Regions from separate parts of the Hordeum vulgare genome. Here region 2 is linked to region 1. A link is a contact called in public Hi-C data. All regions are on one chromosome and are shown on one strand. Each heading gives the region's core, a stretch centred on a gene start, on an enhancer-like site or on the middle of the called end of the contact. The rest is flanking DNA. Distances are from core to core; before and after follow the strand shown.

Region 1 (2,700 bases), core at 110-2,609:
GGAATCTCTTCATTCAAGTTTTGGATTGCTCCATCATGTCCAAACATTAGCTGCCACAAAGGATAATCTTTCACTCTTCTCCCTCCTTGAGCTCCTCTTCGAGCCACAGAGGATAATCTTCCAACATGTTCAGATAGAAACAAGGGGTCAGGTAAAAACTGCAAATTAGTTGGCCGATTGTTGTCAAACAGAAGGAAATTCATAACATAACTCATTCTACACACTTGGATCAGCAACAATAATCAACACCCCACTAATTTAACCCTAAAGCAACCGTCAACCCTTGATCATGATCACCACCCTGTAAAGCCAAAATTCGTCCTTCCTTCAACCTCCTACAACAATAATCCATCCTGCACAACTAATCTACCACGGAAAACACCAACCTTTGCGACCTAAAATCCATCCCATCACAGACAGAAATAGGGGTGTGCCGCGACGAGAAAGGGGGAGGGAGGGCTCATACCGTACTCTGGAGGGAACAGCCCCGGTTCCCGGAGGAGTGGCTCCATGCCGCGTCGATCGACGGTGCCAACGCCAATGCCGTCGACGGAGAACCGTAGTCGTGTCGAAGGCAGCGGTGTGCTTGAGACATAAGAAGAAGGGTTAGGGAGGGTTTCTTGGCAGCTGGGGCAGTTATATCAGGCGGGGTCTATGAAAAATGCTCACCATTCAGGGGGGTTTATGAAAAATGCTCAGCCGAGCCGAAGCAACAGCCGACGCGTGCCTCCTTCCGACGTGGCTGCCGCCACGGCGCGTTTCGGACACTTTTATGCCCAAATGTTACCGCATCAAAGTAACTGTATCACTTTTTTGTTTTTTTTGTTTATGTACGAATCCGTTAGCACGTCGAAAGTTTATGTACCCATATGTGATTGACTCTTTTTTTTATTAGGTGTACATACGATGTTTGATGAATTGATGAGTTTTTGAAAAGAAAGCCCCGCGAAGCCGACACTTCGTTGGCGCAAAAGCAAGCAGGCCAGGCGTGTCACTACTCACTCGCTGCTGGCCACTCCCTCCATCGTTTTGAATTTGAAAAAGCAGCAACGCCTCCCTCCATCCTGCTCCCCGCCGCCGACCACACGTCGTCGCACTCCGTGACGTGCTGCTGCAGGCGACGCACGCCCGACCACGGCCTGGTCCCGCCAAGCCAGTTAAGCCCAGCCGGGACACGTACTAGGACGAACTGTGTCCCCACTGGGTCGGTCGGTCGGTCAGTTCCGCAACTGGACACCTTGACTCGCAACCGACTCTGGGCCGGGTGGGGTGACGCGGGCGAGCCCGGGTGCGGCTCGTTTTCCGCTCCCTCCCCTTTTGTGCTCGCTCGTGCCCCCCCCCCCCCCCGTCTCCACCCTCCCTCTCTCGTCCTCCATCCCGCCGCCGCCGCCGCCGCCGCCACCCAATAGGCATAGCCTGTAGGGTTGCGAGACCGATCCACCGATCAGACTCCGGTTTCCACTCATCCTCCTCTCTCGGCCGCCGACGCCAGCCCGACTCCGCAGATTCGCCATAACTGTTCCTCCTGAAGGCGCGCCACCCCAAGCGCTCCGCATCTGCTCTGCGCCGCCACGAGCGCTCGCTTCCGTCGGGGTCTCGGCCGGGAGGTGGTGTCTTCACATCGCGGTGCGTATTACGATGCTTCTGTAGCCGCCGCCGCTAGGGTTTTTCGACCGCGCACGGCGTGTGCACGGATGGACCCTGTGGCGGAGGTTTCTCATCGGATGCTCGGCGCCGCCCCTCCTCCTCCCGCCGACGACGCGATTGAGGGGATCGGAGTGGAGATCGCGCAAGTTGGCGTGTCGGTGGCGGCGGGAGAAGCAGAAACCCACCCAGCGGCGGCGCTATTGTTGGGTGAGGGCAATGAGGGTGGCGTCCTGGACAGGCGGCAGGATGGGGCGGCGCCCGCGCTGAGCGAGGCCAACATGGACGTGGATGCGGCACCCTTGGCGACAGAGGGCAATGAGAGTGGCGTCCTGGACAAGCAGCAGGACGGGGCGGCGCCGCCCGTGAGGGATGCCAACATGGATGTGGACGGGGCGTCCTTTCCGAGCGAGGGCAATGAGGATGGCGTCCTGGACAAGCAGCAGGACGGGATGGCGCCTGCTGTGAGCGAGGCGAACATGGATGTGGATGAGGCATCCTGTCCTAGTAGAGAGGACACAGAGCACCATGCAGCAACCGAGTCCACAACGGAGGTGAATGAGTGTGGCGTTCTGGAGAAGCAGCAAGACGTGGCTGCATCTGGGATGGGCAAAACCAAGATGGTGGTGGACGAGGGCAGGGCTCCCCAGCAAGATCACACCGTGGGGGCTGTGCCAGGTGAGGCGAGGATGGGGGAAGCTGACAGCAGAGTAGTGGACCAACATCCCAAAACATCTGATGGTGGCTGCCCGGTGAAGAAGGATGAGGAGGGTGAATGCTTGGTGGGCTGCTACATAAGCAGGAGCGTTTCAGATGATGGACGTATTTGCCTTGGAAAGGTTGCATCCTATGATGGCAGCATTGGCGTGTACAATGTGGTGTTTGAGGATGGACAGGGCGAGGAGTTATTGCTTCATCAGCTCAGAGAGTTACTTATGGATGAGAAGAGTAGCGCATCTGGTATGAAGATGAGCTGCAGGAAGAGGAAGCTGGACTTGCTGGTTTCACCAGGGAGTGCCATGGAGACCAAAGCGGCATGGCGTACTAGACAGAGGG
Region 2 (2,764 bases), core at 52-2,551, 190 kb after region 1:
TCTTTGCTCAAGTAGTAGTAGTAGTAGTACTTCCTCATCGTGTAATAAAGAGCTACAATATTTAGAGCATTTGTAAGCTCGCGAAGGTAGTTAGAAGGTAATTTCTTTACCCTTGTGTAAACCCTTCAGGGGTTCTCGAAAGGGAAAACCATATGTAAATTATGTTGGGGAAATGATGTAGTTTCGTGTTTTCACTTGGTATTTTATTTTTGAATTTATGGAACGAGTTCTTATGCTAGGGATCCTATAGGAGAAAACTCTGCCGGTAGTTCTCTGTGTAGCCTTTTATGGCATTTGAATGAGAACCTTATGGCCGTAGAGAAGTGTTCCCTTTGGGTGAAACTGCCTGGGAAGATGATAGGAATTTACTCCATAAATTTGCAACTAAAACATCAAGTGAACGAACTTAGCTACATCTGAAACAACATAATGATAAATATGGTGAGTACTGAGTAGGATATTACACCACTGCATACACCTCAGTCGTCTTGTTGGCCTCGACGGCCCCTCAAAGATCCTGCAATATAAGCGAAATAATTTAAAAACACTTCGTATTAAAAATAATATAAAATAAATAAATAAGTTTGTATTTACTCGTATACGTAATCACGTATATCAACATTAAAACCTGAATTTATAACTTAATATAGTTTAGATTTATTATTAATATTCTACCATCAGTGGTAGTTACCACCACTTGCGTTTTGTATGTTGTATGAAGTATGTATCAAATTGGAGAGTATGTATGCGTAGTATGTAGTATATAATCATGTTTAGGTAGTATATATATTGTTTTTTTGTAATACGTATCATATTTTGTGTATGCTCTTTTTTACATACAAATATATATATGTATTTCACAAATATAATAAAAACTATGGATCAACTTGTAATTTTTTCATGTAACTCACTTTAAAAAATCTTGTATACAATATATAAACATAATTAAAATAATAAATTAGTATATATACTCCCGTATGGTAGTATATTAAACATGTGAGATAACTACCCCGGATGATAGAATGTATTTTTCCTATATATATGGTGGGTCTATTCTACAAACACCCTTAACATCCTTATTCTACTAACACCATCTTGTACCACACGGCGGCCCGAAAAAACTGCATTAGCTCGAAAAAACACCACCTTCAACTTCCAACTTCCTCCGGCACGGCGCACCACTCTAGGCTGCCGTCCCACCCCCACCTTCTCCACGCGCGGTGCACCAACCCGACCCGCCGCCCCACTGAGCCCACATGTCGCCACCCCACCTTATCGTCTCTCTCCCACTACCTCCCCACAACGTCGCACAAGCTCTCCCCAATCTACCACCACCTTCTCCCCACGCCGCCTCCTCCCACCGCGCCACCACCTATGGCAACACCAACTCCTACCACCTTCCCACATGCACGGCGCGACCCTACCGCCGTCCATCGCGCCCTTGCCCGCCGTCCACGCATCCCGCCCCCTCCCGCGCCGCCCCAACCTCCTATACGCCGTTCCGACGCGGCCACAGTCCCTCGCAAGTGGATGCAAACGCCGCGACCTCCAGTGACGCCCCAAGCTCCTACAGGATGCATGGGACAAGGCCCAATGGCACGTCACCTCCGACCACCACAACATCGCCCCACCTCCCCACCTTCTTCGCCCCGGATATAAAGACTGGATCCACCGCCGTCGTCGGCATCGATTGAATCCATCCACCCCCTTGTTGGATCCGAGCCTCCTCACTGCCGGATCCCCTTATTGTTCTCTAACACAGGCTGAAGGCGAGCTTGGACGCCGGAGCTCTTCCCCGCGTCGGGCCATGGCCATTTTTCTGAGGTCGACGGGTAGGAGCAAGCCACTCGATCCACTGAACTCAGGGGGCGTCCAGAGGAGGAGCATGCCGCGAGCTCCCCTTCCTCCTCTCCCCCGAGGCTCCGCCCAATAGTCTGCCGGTGCAGCCTCACCCCCGTCCGAATTCTTCCTCCACCGCGCTGGCGACTGTATCAGAGCATCCTCGCCGCCCCGGCATCAGATCCGGGAGGCCTCGGCCACTCCACGCCCACCCTGCCATGGATATGGTGAGATCCACCATCACATCTTTCCCAGCCTGTGTGCGATGATGACGAAGGCCCGAGGATGAAGACGCCGACATCATGATATGGCATTGAAGTGCATCAGCTTCTCGCCATGCAGCTCAGTTTCTGCACGCACGCGGTGCGGCATCTCGCTTGGTGTAGTTCGCCAACAGGTCGACAACTCATTTTGCATTTCAGCAGTTGGCTTTTGCGGTCTAGTTCATGTTTTTGTATGTTTATGTGCACAAAAGACATTTTTTTGCAGAGTTGAGATGTATTATTCATGTGTTGTGGTTGCAGCGCATTTCGCTTCTGCGTGCGGTACGCCGATATTTTCGTTGGAGTTCACTTCGACCATATATGCAGTTTGTAATTTCGGGGATGACTTGTAGTAGACTTAGTTATGCCAAAAAGATATCGACTTTCTTTATGGTATGGTGCATTTCTTTTTTATTTGTCCATGTGTCAAAGTTTGCAGTGCAATTAGCCGTTTCGTGCGGTTTATTATACTTGTCCTGGCAGTTGAAGTGAAATTATCAAAGAAAACATTAGCTAAATGTTGATAAAAATGCAGTTCTTTGTGTTGACCTTGCAATGCGGTTTTCTATGTGATGCAGTTTACTTCGTAGATGTTCATGTCGCAAAAAATAGAGTGAAAAAAACAGAAATCATGCAATGCACCTGCCACCAGATGCAGTGCG

Evidence for each region. A called contact is a pair of places that touch in the nucleus more often than the background predicts.
Region 2: a Hi-C map of seedling shows a contact between it and region 1, with 2.2 times the contacts expected there. The contact joins the enhancer-like site here to the promoter of LOC123448167 in region 1. A contact is called at or near these places in 2 of 6 Hi-C or Micro-C datasets (leaf and seedling) and 1 of 1 datasets of contacts at active chromatin or transcription factors (embryo).

Annotation. Positions count from the first base shown.
Region 1 is chr4H:138,729,642-138,732,341 of MorexV3_pseudomolecules_assembly, forward strand. LOC123448167 (DDT domain-containing protein PTM-like) reads left to right here and starts at 1,360. Exons shown (of 10, transcript XM_045124968.1): 1 at 1,360-2,700. The coding sequence starts at 1,695.
Region 2 is chr4H:138,919,365-138,922,128 of MorexV3_pseudomolecules_assembly, forward strand. No RefSeq gene overlaps it. Among protein-coding and RNA genes, the nearest start is that of LOC123448167, 190 kb to the left of the region's middle. Within about 2 kb of position 1,302, at least 3 of the 3 cell types and tissues checked have open chromatin away from gene starts, as enhancers often do. A contact at or near this core is called in leaf and seedling, where this site is marked.